Linked DNA regions of Mus musculus: region 1 is linked to region 2. Evidence: chromatin contacts called from public HiChIP or PLAC-seq data. All regions are on one chromosome and are shown on one strand. The core of a region is the stretch at or near the end of the contact, and the rest is flanking DNA. Distances in the headings are between cores, read along the strand shown.

Region 1 (6,684 bases), core at 4,077-6,576, 350 kb before region 2:
GAGTTACTGCCAAAACGTCCCTGGATAATGGACTAAATATAAGCTGTTAGGTGAAACATACTCCTTCCTCACCAGGTTTGCTTTTAGTCCTGGTGTTTTTCACAGCAATGGCCAGTGTCAGGAGTCATCTAGGAAATCCAAGTGACATTCTGGAGATGACATATCCCATTGCATGGCCTGGAATGGATAATTCTGAATTGTAAAGCTTTCAGAAATCCCATATCAGGATTGATGCTAGCAGATAATATGCCTTTCCTGTCCTTATAAAATTAATATAATGATCCCTGGGCCTATTGGACATATTTTCTGCAGATCACCAAGGGTGTACTGTCTTGTAGTAATGCTATATAGAGAATTAGATGATTTCTCAATTCCTACTAATGACTCTATAGAATCCCTAAGTTTATACTAGTAATGATCGAACCCTTTCTAGAAAGGGCAGCAATGAAAGGGCCTTGCAAAACTTCATGTGTCACAAGTTAGTTGCACTTAGCTAGAAAGGAAGAGTCTAATGGACTCTGATGAAGCATTCCTTCTAGGCGAACTGTGAAACCATTATCTGATAACTAAAGTTTGTAAAAGGGAAGGAATGATTTACTGTAGGTGCCAGGACAGGAGATTAAATATTGACTGGATTTATCTATACAAAACATCAAACACTGGTGAGGCACAGGCAGATGGTTTGCCTCTTGACAAAACAGTGCTAACTTAGACTTAAGAGTTACCATTTTTAACTTGTAATGAACCTGGGAGCTAATGAATGCTTGGTTAGATAGCTAGTCTTAGTGGAAACACATGTGAACATTGCATCACACATGTGAACATTGCATCACACATGTGAACATTACATCTCTGTTGTCATTCTTTATTCATATGATTTGAATTTGTTTGAACCTGTTGTGAACTTTTGAAAAAAGATTCTTAGATTACCATGTGATCATATATCCTGAGAAAATACAAGAACCAGGAATGAAGACAGAGAGAACAGAGAGGGGAGGGGAGGGGAGGGAGAGGGAGGGAGAGAGAGAGAGAGAGAGAGAGAGAGAGAGAGAGAGAGAGAGAGAGAGAGAGAGAGAACAGTGAGAGCAGAACATAGAGAGCAGAGAGAGGGGGAAGAGAGAGCTAGTAGAGAGAGAGAGAGAGAGAGCAGAGAGCAGGCAGGGTTCTTCTTACCACAAGACAGGATTTCTCTTAATAGCTGATCCTGACAAGACAGGGCTTTTTCACACTTAATAAAAAGAGTTTTTTCCTTTCTCTGAGTAATAAAGGCTGGAGCTGATTTTTCATCCAGAATGAGTGAGTTCTCCCTGCACTGGAGAGTGCACAATGAAACCTGCTCATGGGGGTCTTTGCTCCAGCCACAAAATGTGTGTGTAGGTGTGAGTACATAAGTATGCCTGAATACTTGTGGAATGGACGACACCCATGGTTGGGCCCCACAGAAATGTGAAGGAGTTAGTGTGTAAAAAGGTATGTGTGTCTATGCGTATTTGCTTGTGTAAAAGTTTTTTCTTCTGTGGGAGTGACTTTCTTTTCCCGGTTCACTAAAAGTTAGTTGCTCCAAGCCTCCCTCTTTCCCGGTCAGTGAGAGGTGAGGTTTCCGGACAAGAGTGGGAGCCGTAGCAATATCCCTTACTGAATTATCTGACACTATATAGCATATGTTAGCTGCCAGAGGATTATAAAGTAATTAAGAGTTACGTTTTCCAGCCCTTATTCAAACACGGAGAACTATAAAGTAGATAAGAGAGATAAAGAGTTAAGTTTCCCTAACACTTAATAATTCACAGAACAGTAATAGTTATAAAATAAAGATACAGCATTGAATAAATTACAGAGATTCATAAAGTAAAATAAAACATAAAGAGTTGGAGTTAATAAAGAGTTACGTTTTCAGCATCTAAGAAAGCACAGAGATTTATAAAGTAAAAATAAAGCACAGAAAGGTAAAAATTTAAAAAGTTAGCAGTTTTCAGCCACAGAAGCAGCAAGAGAGTGTTGTGTCTCCATGAGCCATCACATACTAGCATCCTACACAACTAGAGACAGTTGCAGGGCCAGAGATCATCAGTCTTTTGGCCTGCATCGGATGCTGTGTTTCACTCCCACCCATTCCAGCTGGGGCAGGCCCTCAGAAGCCAGTTAGGCTACACAGCTGGCCATTGAGGCCCAAGCATCTCTCTGATTCTGTATCCCCCGCACTAGGACTGCAGGCACACACTGCCATGCCTGGCCTTTGTGTGGGTGCTGAGGACTGAACTCAGACCTGCATGTCTGTGCAGTGAATGCTTTACCAACTGAGCTATCTCCCCAGGCCATACTTTCAAAACATTAATTTTTATGATTTTTAACTATGTGCCTGCTGTGGCTATGTGCACCTGAGCGCACACACATAGAGGGGTGAGGAGTTGGATTCCCCTGAAGCTGGAGCTACGGAGCGGTGTGAACCACCTGAAGTCGGTGCTCGGAACTGAACCCTGGTCCTCCATAAGAGCCGTAAGTGCACGTATTGCTCTCCAATCCCTATTTTTATTATTTTAAATTACACGTACATATGTTTGTGTGTATGTTATGTACACATGAGTGCAGGTGCCTGTGAAGACCAGCAGAGGGCACCAGATCCTCTGTATCCTGAGTTCCAGTTGTGAGCAGCCCAATGTAAAAGCTGGTTACTGAACTGTGGTCATGTTCTTAATCCCCCGAGCCATCTTTTCAGGCCCTCCAGAAATTTTTTAAAATTAATTGTTTAGGTTACCGTCTAAAATAATTTTATACTTATATATTATTGCATTTGTTCCTGGGAGTTTTGTTTTTGTTTTTGTTTTGTTTTTGATTTTTTGCTTTGAGTTTGGTGTTAATTAATTAATTTTGTTTCATTTCTTTTTATTTTTTTGAGATAGGGTTTCTTTGTGTATTCCTAGCTGTAGGAACTTGCTAGGAATTCCTAGAACTTGCCTCAAACCTAGAGCTCCTCCTGGGTCTGCTTCCCCAGTGCTGGGGATAAAGGCGGGAGCCATCACTGCTGGGGATAAAAAGGCGGGTGCCATCACTGCTGGGGATAAAAAGGCGGGTGCCATCACTGCTGGAGATAAAAAGGCGGGTGCCATCACTGCTGGGGATAAAAAGGCGGGTGCCATCACTGCTGGGGATAAAGGCGGGAGCCATCATTGCTGGGCTAGGTTTTTGTTGTTTTAACATTTGTTCAATTGTATGGAGCTAGAGTTGCAGTTAAATCTGAGGCTGCCCTTGCCCACTCCAACACCCAAAATACACACTGGAAAGTGCACACAGGCCCTGTGCATAAGCAGAAAGAACTCTCAACTGCTGAGCCATCTCTCCATCACAGGATCATGGGGTTTTGAGACAGGGCCTCCCTCTGTAGCCCTGGTTTGCCTGGAACTCAGTATGGAAGGCTAGCCTCAAATTTGGTGTGTCTTACTGCACCTGCCACCTGAGTCTGTGCTTACAGGCCTGGGCCATTCATTATACCTTGGTGGACAGAAGTTTAAGAAAGAAAGGAAGGAAGGAAGGAAGGAAGGAAGGAAGGAAGGAAGGAAGGAAGGAAGAAACAAACTAGAATTGGGGGTGGTAACTTGGTGGTGATACAACCAATCAGCACAAATGGTGTACCATTCAATCCCTTGTAGCAAAAATAAAAATTGCAAATAGTAAAAAAATTGCTGGGTGTGGCTGTTGTAAGTTCGGCAGCCTGCCAGCCTGGTTTTGAGTAACTCATTGGCAGCAGCTTATGTCATCGCCATTGCCTGCCAAAGACAGGTGCAGCACATCTCCAGTATTAGAGCGCTGAGAGTTGCATAGCAACAGCGCCCCTCTAAAGGCGCGCGCGTGCGCGCGCGCACGCGCTCTCTCTCTCTCTCTGTTAGTTCTCTATGTCTCTCTCAGTATCTGTCTCTCTCTCTCATGTCCCCACTCCAAATTGGCCTTTTGCTCTCCCAGAGCAGAGGAAAGGTACCCTTTTTGTCACTTTATCCTAATATTGGTGGCACTTCTTTAATGCTAGCACTCAGGAGGCAAATGGATCGCTGGGAGTTTGAGATCAGTCTGGCCTACATACATAATGAGTTCTGGCACAGGCAGGGCTCTAGAGAGACCCTGTCTCAAAACAAACAAGCAAACACACAAAACAAACAATAACAGAACGTGAACAGAAGTGACAAGAACTGTTTTTTGTGTGGCCTTGGCCAAGCCTCAGCTTGCCTGGCTTCAGATGGCTGTGTGACTTCAAGGGAGTTACTTTCCCTCTCTGTACTTGGCTTTCTCCTGTGCACATAGATCTATTAAGCGTGCATAGTATTAGGGATGCACACTATATTCATCTTAGTACTTGAGAGGCAGAAACAGGTAGATCTTTGATTTCAAGGCCATCCAGGGTTACATAAGTTCCAGGCAAACCAGGGCTACATAGTGAGACCCTGTCTCAGAGCTAAAGAGAGTCAGCCATAGGGGGTGAGTGTATGGTTCATGAGGCCTGTACTCAATTTCCTACATACCAAAAGGGAAGGGGAAAAAAGAATCTTTGTATACTGTTGGCTCTCAAGTTCACTCATTTGGTGAAGCTGTGCTGAGCAAGCATGTGGACCAGAGTTCAATACCCAGACCAAGGAAAGCCCAGGGGTGAGGGAATGACTCAGCCCACAGAGGCTACACACATAAATAAAAATAAAATATTTCTTTAAAAAAAAAAAAAAAGAAAGAAAGAAAAGCTTCAGAACCAAAGAACCGAAGAGTTGGAATGTGTGCTGTGTGGGCCTGAGGACCCGAGTTCAATTCCCCGCACATGCACAAAAGAAGGTGAAGAAGAGAGTCAGTAAGATGGCTTCGCAGATGAAAGCACCTACCTCCCAAACCTGAAGTCGTGATGCTGTAATACTAGCTCTCCTGCAGTGAGGGGGGACAGAGAGAGGAGCGCCATGCAACAAAAGCCCTCAAGTCACCCAGCTTGAGATACACAACATGGCAGCCACAGAGGAGACTCCGACCAGGTCGGAATATGAGGACATCCAAAAGTAGAGTAGTCCTCAGGACTCCACACGTGTGCTCTTTTTTCCTTTTTTAAGTTGAAAAGCACCTGCTAACAGGGTAGACAGCCACACACACACACACACACACACACACACACGTGCACGCATGCATAAAAATCCAAAAAAGTGTTGTTGTTGTTGTTGTTGACAGAGGTTGAGGCTCTTGGGAATCTGCAGGAGAAGGCAGGGCTGGACTGTGTCAATTTCTTCAAACTGCCCCTCCTGGCTATCATCCCAGCAGGCACCTGAGAGGAAGCTAACCTTTGACTGCCTCCTCCGGGTCCAGCCTCTCTGGTTCTAGGATGTCAGCAGGTACACCCTGGGTGGAGTTTCTATCCAGGGCTGTGGTTAAACTCAGGAAGTTTCCTTGGTCCTGAACGAAGAGCCAAGCTGGAAGATACACACTGCCGTCCAGTCCGCAGAGCCACGCTGCGGTTCGTCCATTCCTAGGTCATTTCCCTGTTACCACAGCCAGAAGAGGTGAGTACAGGTGAGGAGGTTGGGGGCAGGTCCCCTGAATCCTGACGAGCCCTAGGGATCCAGGAACTGGATGCATTGGTCTCTGACCCCACCCCAGGGCTCTCTGGAAGGAGATGCCATTGCTGAGAAGAGACCCTGGTTCTCCCAGACTCTGGAGTCCCAGCCTCAAGTCCCCAGCTAGTTCCTTCAGGTCCTGAGTCCTCCAGATCCCGGGATCCCAGACCTTAGTTTTTCCAGTCCCTGGGTCTCCCAAGCTCCCGGCTCACCAGCCCTGTGTTCGCCCAGCACCCCCATAGCCCTACTCCCTGCACACCGACTACCATCCTGCCCTGCTGGTTGACCTCTTAACCCCAATCTCCGCTTCACCTCTCAGATCCTCAGCTCTCTCCCTGCTACTGATTCCAGTAACAAGAGTAGATGAAAGGCAGAATTGGGCTGGATGTAACCGGATTTTCCTGTTCCCGTATCCTTGGCTTCCATATCAGCCTAGGGGGCCCTCAGAAACCTGCAGCTGTCATGGGGGGCAGGGGGGGGGGAGGATCCCGATCCTCTGTTGGAGATTTCAATGTGGCAGCTACTCTGATAAACTGCCCTGAGACTCCTAATGCCAGTGTTCCTTGGCACAGGGACAGAACAGGAAGAAAGCGGTGCCAGTCACAGGAATGGCACTGATGGGGTGGAGCCAGCCATGTACCTGGCTCCTGTCTCTGAGCTGATGTGGAGGGGATGCTGGGGGCAGGGCGCTCTGGGTGGAAAAGGCAGTTCTGAGGACACAGGCTAGAAAGAGGTGAGTGCAGCGGCTTATGCTTGTCATACTAGTATTCAAGACGCTGAGGCAGGAGCATTGCTAAGTTAGGTATCAGCCTGGACTACATCGAGAGAGCTTCTCTCTCTGCTTCTAGGGAACTGGAGAAGGATTCTTCCTTCAAAGCTGGGACCTCTTTCCAGCATACCGCACCCCTCCAACAGAAGGTAAACTGAGGCTAGGCACATGGTAATTGATCTTCCTGACCACAGAGATCAAAGAGAGAGTCTAAGCTCCTCCCATTGCCTCCTCAGCCTTGGACTGGAGCCAAACTGCTGCTCTACAGTCCTCCATGGCTTCAGCTTCCAGTCCTCCCACAGTCCTTGGTCTTCCCAAACTCACCCAAGTGCCTACCTA
Region 2 (6,567 bases), core at 509-3,008:
CTTCTATGGGCTCTGGTGCCCTCTTCTTACCTATCTGGGCACCAGGCACGCCATGGCGTTAATCCCACGGGGTGAGAATAGGATTACTACCACAGTTTTTGAGCTGAATTTGGAACACTTTTGTTTTATAGATCTTTTAAGCACAATAATTTAAACTTAAAACATAATCTTAGCCCCCACAATGGTGCACAGACATGCCGGCAGGCGAAACACCCACACACAGTGAAAGAAAAATTGGCTGTTTCGTTTTCCTGGCTGAACCTGAGGAGGCTGCCTCTGACGACTGTGTCCCATGCTCTAACAGTTGAGACCCCATATGGACACTTGCTCTGTGCCCTGGTGGCAGACTCCAGCCCTTGTCAGGGTCTCTAATGTTCTCACATTCCACAGTCTCTTCTGACACAGAAGTGGTGGGGGGAGATGGACAGCACAACTCCCATCTGGGCCCTGCTTCTCGCCTTCTTCTGCCCGCCTCTCATCTACACCAACCTTATCGTCTTCAGGTCAGTGCCTTGGCTCCAGGCTCTGTCCCTCTCTCCTGCTCATTTCTCTCTGCCCTCTTACTTAGCCACCTGGCATGTCTCTTCCCTGAGAAGGGCACTCTTTCCCTTCTCTGGAGGGAATGTTCTGGAAGGTGGGGGTTGTTGTCCTGCCTTTGCGTTATCTCTCTATGCGATTTCTCTACTTTTTAGGCCATGGCTCTGGAGGAGGGCAACTCCCTTATCTCTCTGCACTGTTTGTGGTAAACTAAGTTTGGGTCTTTCTCAAGAACCCCTCTATTTCTTACTCTGTGTCCTGCCCCTCACGGCAGGAAGTCAGAGGAGGAGCCCACACAGAAGGATCTTGACTTTGATATGGACAGCAGCATCAATGGAGCAGGTCCTCCTGGGTGAGTGACAGTCCAGCATTGTGGGAGGAGGGGGGAGGGCGCCATCATGGACAGTTTCAGGATCTTGCCAACTCCCACTTCCATCAGGCACTGTAGCAAGTCCTGAACTAGGGGAGCAATGGGCTTTTAGGAGTTGCTGGTCTCACTGAACCACAGAAGATGCCGAGGTAAGTTCTAGAAGGCCATGCTCAAGGACTGACTTAAAATTTGGTCCTTGGAGCCAACGAGATGGCTCTGCAGGTAAATCTACTCAAGTGGAAGGACCTGAGTTCAAGAGAGAAACAATTCTTTTTCTAGGATATAACTACACTGTAGTTGTCTTCAGACACACACTAGAAGAGGGCATCGGATCCCATTACAGATGGTTGTGAGCCACCATGTGGTTGCTGGGAATTGAACCCAGGACCTCTGGAAGCACAGTCAGTGCTCTTAACTGCTGGGCCTCTCTCCAGCCCTGGAGAAACAATTCTTAAATGCTCCTGACTTCCACCTTTCTTAGTTCACCCATTGGAGTGCAGAGCGCCAGGGGCAGAAGGATGATGTCATCACAAGAACTTAGTTTGGGTTGGGCGACCTGCGCTCCCTTGCTGTTGGTTACTTAGTATTTATTCACTTTTCTATTATGTTTCTGTCCCTGGGGCTCTTGCCCTGTCACTATGTTGCAGTCCCCATGGAGATCTTTTAAAGACCAGGCTCAATACGTATAGTTGCTAAGTATTTGTCTAAGCTCCTCATAGCCCTAGGTTCCATCCCAGGCCAAACAACACAAAACCTACAGGAAACCTCGGGGAGTCAGCCAGTTAGGTGCCTAGCGCACAAGCATAAAGAGCTGAGTTCAGACTCCCAGCCTCTGTAATAAAATCTAAGGTGTGGCAACGCATGCCTGCACTAGTGCTGCTAGACAGAGAAGGAAGGGTCCCTGGGGTGTTGTGGGCCAGTCGGGATAGCCGAATCAGCAAGTCCTGTGTTTAAAAATAAGAGTGAAAACGACTGAAGGAGACATCAAACCCCAACCTCTCACGTCTTAGTCTGGCTGATAAAACGATTTTGAAATGGACTCAGAAGGAAGCTTGGGACCCTTTTATTAGATGCTGAGAGAAAAGGAACAGAGCAGGCGACTATGAAGAGGAAGGGAGGAAGCCACTCCTTTTGCTGGGGAGGTTAGAAAACAGTAGCATGCTGGTGAGAAGGGACGGGTGGCCCAGAGCACCAAGGAAATTAAGTCTAGGCTTTGGGAAGAATCCAAAACAAACAAAGACAAAGAAACGGAGAAGGAAAGATTGTTTTTCTGAGTTAGGAGTCAGAAAATCGGGCAGGTTGCATGTGGAGGAGTAGGATTGCGGTCTCCAGGGAAACAAAAGTAAACTGTATCGTATTGTATCATTTAGGAGATAATTAATCTTTCCCTCTCCTTCAAGTGACTCAGACTCCCTGGGGCAGAGAAAGACTCTGGGACAAGTGACTGGCAAGCTGTGCTGGTTTAACCCTTTAGACACTTTAAAAGATTTTATTTTTAATTATGTGTGTACATGTGGATTTGTGTGTTGTAGGGTCTATGCATGTGGTTGCCCTCTGAGACCAGGACTGGGAATTGTCACACACACACACACACACACACACACACACACACACACACACACACACACACACCATGACAAACCAACCAACCAACCCCCACAGCTGCCAAACGGAATAAGAGACAGCTTATTCTCGAGCCAGATGTGAGTGACCTAAGTGTGGAAACACGGGGCTAAGTTAGTTCTATGTCCCAACGTGGAAACTGTTTCATGGAGTTTTTATAGTAACAGAACAAAGAAAGTTATAAATCAAAGCACTTAAAAATACAGTGGTAGAAATATTAAGTGAGCAGACAGGGCAGGCAGGAGAATCGCAGCCTTGGGCTCAGATCCTATCTTACTGCATTCTTAGGTGTCTTTAGGGTTTTGTGACATTAGTACATTGCAAAAATTTGTATCTGTTTATCAAGATGTTAGCTATGAGACTGAGGTAGGCTGGAGGTTAAAGAGAGCTCAAAAGAAAATAAACTATCTGATAGTAAAGATAGCTCAAAAGAAATTAGACTATCTGATACTAACAACCAGGTTCTGCAGTCTCTGAAGTCTTTATCAGTTGATCAGCCTCTGCAGACAGTGTCTTTCTAGGAATTCCCAGTGACAGAGTCAAACCCGATCCAGTGCTCAGAACTGCTGGATCAATTCTTCAGCCCCTTAAAGTTTTTCTAAATTAGATTTTATTTTGTTATTTGTACATTGTTTTTTGAGGGTGTGTATGCTGCCCGCAAGGGTGTGGAGTCCAGAGGACAAGTTGTAGAAGCCGGTTCCCTCCTTTCACCTTGGCGACCAAGGTCATGTGGCAGACGCCTGTGTTTGCTGAGTCTCCTCCTTCCTGGGTCATAAGAGGAGGCAACGATGCTATGTGATGTTTGGAGTAGTTTAGAATGTCCTGTCTCCATGCAAGGCCAGATGAAGATCGTTGGGAGCACAAGGGTCCTGACACCCACAGATCATCAGGGAAGCTAGGAATGTTATACACACGGGGGCCCTCTTCTCAGTGGAGGAGAGAAAATTCCTGTTTTTCTGCCCAGATGCCTGGGAATGGATTTTGTAAATAACCTGGTGACCTTTCTGCTCTCTGTGGAGGCAGACCTCACCCAAATCCCCCAGACTGCCTATCCCAGACTCTCTCTTCCTAGACCATTGCCCATGCTTTGGGGGAGAGGTCGAATGTACTTCATGGCCACTGACCTCTATGCTATTAGTCAGAGACCACACTACATTCTAGGCCTTTTAGCTATAGGACCTGGCCTCCTGGTCACATGTATTTCATAAAAGCATTTCTAGGTGTCACACAGTAAGCTTACTGTGCACCTGGAATTGAACTTAGGAACTGATTGTTGCCTGGAAACCTTTTCCCAGATTGGACTGTGTTTTTCTTTTGTTTGTTTGTTCTGTTTTTGTTGTTGTTGTGTTTTTTTGGTTTTTCGAGACAGGGTTTCTCTGTGTAGCCCTGGCTGTCCTGGAACTCACTTAGTAGACCAGGTTGGCCTCGAACTCAGAAATCTGCCTGCCTCCCAAGTGCTAGGATTAAAGATGTGCGCCACCACTGCCCGGCTATGGACTGTGTTTTAAATATGCTGACAGTGGCCCTAGCATTAAACTCTTCGCATCAACAATCAGCCCACACTGGCTTTTCAATCTCATCAGTTTGCGGGTCACGGCCTGCATGGACACCTACCGGGTCCCCCTCAATACAGCTCACATTCTAGTTTTTTGACCAGGAGGAAGTAGATGGACCCCAGCAAAGCTCACACGCCCCCACCTTTTCATGTGGTTTAAGATCTAAAGCACTCCAAGGCTCCTGCAACATTCTGCATGTTTCTGGTCAGTTTTAAAGACAGCTATTGTGCTCAGTGGTTTGTTGTTGTTGTGTGGATTGTTTTTTGTTTGTTTTGCATAAGGTTTCTTTCTATATCCTTGGATGGCTTGGAGCTGACTAGGTAGACAGCACTGCCTCGCCGGGATCCTTTGCCTCTGCTGGGACAAACCATGCTGGGTTTATGCTCAGTTTTGTTTCTTTCTTTGATGTTTGTTGTGTTTCTTCACAAAGCTCAGGCTAGCATCAAACACCTAGCAATCCTCCTGCCTCATCTCTCGAAGTGTAATGAATCCTCATTCCATGTTTTATGTTCCTTCTTCCCTCACTCTATGTATCAGGCTGGCCTGAAACTTGAGGCAGTTCTCCTGCCTCAATCTCAAACGTGGGATTGACTGGGTCTTCAGGTTCCCAGAGTCCAAAGTGGGACAGTGTAGAAGTTAGACTGCAAGATGGGCAGCCAGTCCAGGCTCATTGGTCCCTGAAGCTCGCTGTCTTGCAGGACTGTAGAACCCTCTGCAAAGGTGGCCCTTGAGAGGCGGCAGCGGCGACGGCCAGGACGTGCCCTCTGCTGTGGCAAGTTCTCCAAGCGCTGGTCGGACTTCTGGGGTGCCCCAGTGACTGCCTTCCTGGGTAATGTGGTCAGTTACCTGCTGTTCCTGCTGCTGTTTGCCCACGTGTTGCTGGTGGATTTCCAGCCCACAAAGCCAAGTGTCTCCGAGCTGCTGCTGTACTTCTGGGCCTTCACGTTGCTGTGCGAGGAGCTGCGCCAGGGCCTGGGTGGTGGCTGGGGTAGCCTGGCCAGTGGGGGACGTGGTCCGGACAGAGCTCCCCTGCGCCATCGGCTGCACCTCTACCTCTCAGATACCTGGAACCAATGTGACCTGCTGGCACTCACCTGCTTCCTGCTGGGCGTAGGCTGCCGGTGAGTGAGTAAGAGACTGGCAGGGCCCCTGCCTAGAATCCCCCAGTGAGAGGATGTGGCTATGGCTCAGTGGTGGAGTACCCTGGGTGATGGAGAGTCACCTACGTCCCCCTTTACTGAAGCGATCCTCAGCTGGCATACCAAGAGGTAGATTTCCTCCAGTCCATGTGCGTTTGAAACAGAGTAACTTGGTATGAATAATTTATCCAAACAGAAGGGAGATAAGTGGACTTAGCAAACTAATATTTCTGCTTGTCCCAGCCTTTATTTAGTGTTATGTGTTGTCTGAGAAGACAGGGCCACGGCCCTGCCGATTGCAGGAAAGCCACTGTCAAGGGTATATTTGATACATTTTATCAAGCACCCTTTTCCAAGGGCTGACAAATCATTGCATCTAGGGAGGAAGAAACACTGTCACATCCAGTATAATTGGCTTGTCCTCCTTTAAGCCCGTGCCCTCCAGATCCACACTTAGGTTATTGCAAAACAAAAAACAAAACCGAATAAAACCAAGTCACGTCCCTGGTGTAAAGTGGGTGGGGTCAAAGGCCGGGTGGATAGTTTCATCCGCGGATTTCTGTCTAAATAGCTGGCCCCATTGTCTGCCTGCCTGAGAGCGGTAGCTGTGAGCGCCCCCATGAGGACATGCTAGGCAATACCTGGTGCTTTGTAACCTCAAGCTGTCAATCAAATCAGACTTACAACCTCTGTCAGTCTGCAGCCTGTAAATGTTTTCATTTATGCACCCCTGACCGTCACTCCATATTTTAGGGGATCCCTCCCCTTTTGTGGGGAAACAGGGTCTCACTCTGTAGCCCTGGCAGGCCTGTCTGGAATTCCCAGAGATCCTTCTTCCCTGGCCTCCCCAGAACTTGGATAACAGGCGCGCGGCATGGCACATTCTAAACGATTCTTAGAAGGCCATCCATCCATACTCAGTCCAGAGAAAGCTGATCAGAGGGTCCCTGCCTCTGCCCTGTGAGACCTCAGCTTCGTCTGAGGAGACACCCCGGATCTGAGCTGTGCTCTCTCCCCCAACTCCTCAGGCTGACCCCTGGGCTCTTTGACTTGGGACGCACCGTCCTCTGCCTTGACTTCATGATCTTCACACTGCGCCTGCTGCACATCTTCACGGTGAACAAGCAGCTGGGGCCCAAGATTGTCATAGTGAGCAAAATGGTGAGTCTGAGGAGGAGGGGCAGAGCAAGGTGGGAGAGAATGGGACCTGGAGTGCAGGGGGGTGGAGCCAGGGGTGAAGGGCAGAATCTCGAGGGACCACAGAGGACATGGGGAGGGGTTGGGGGAGTGGAGTCTGAAAGGGAGGGCCTTGCCTTTTAGTGGCAGGATGTGGACCTGAAGG

The links. HiChIP or PLAC-seq counts read pairs in DNA pulled down with a chosen protein or histone mark.
Region 1: a FOXA1 HiChIP or PLAC-seq map of pancreatic cancer cells shows a contact between it and region 2. The contact joins the promoter of Fut2 here to the enhancer-like site in region 2. A contact is called at or near these places in 1 of 39 promoter capture datasets (hematopoietic stem and progenitor cells), 2 of 484 Hi-C or Micro-C datasets (centrocytes and embryonic stem cells), 1 of 115 datasets of contacts at active chromatin or transcription factors (pancreatic cancer cells) and 1 of 9 other capture datasets (embryonic stem cells).

The regions. Positions count from the first base shown.
Region 1 is chr7:45,665,036-45,671,719 of GRCm38.p6, reverse strand. Fut2 (fucosyltransferase 2) reads left to right here and starts at 5,326. Exons shown (of 3, transcript NM_001271993.1): 1 at 5,326-5,522. Gm39008 (a long non-coding RNA gene) reads right to left here. Exons shown (of 5, transcript XR_882068.2): 3 at 5,304-6,684.
Region 2 is chr7:45,308,917-45,315,483 of GRCm38.p6, reverse strand. Trpm4 (transient receptor potential cation channel, subfamily M, member 4) reads left to right here. Exons shown (of 25, transcript NM_175130.4): 15 at 391-503; 16 at 812-889; 17 at 4,785-5,207; 18 at 6,254-6,386. Among named protein-coding and RNA genes, the nearest start is that of Gm39006, 9.8 kb to the right of the region's middle. Within about 2 kb of position 1,758, at least 72 of the 459 cell types and tissues checked have an H3K27ac peak or open chromatin away from gene starts, as enhancers often do. A contact at or near this core is called in pancreatic cancer cells, where this site is marked.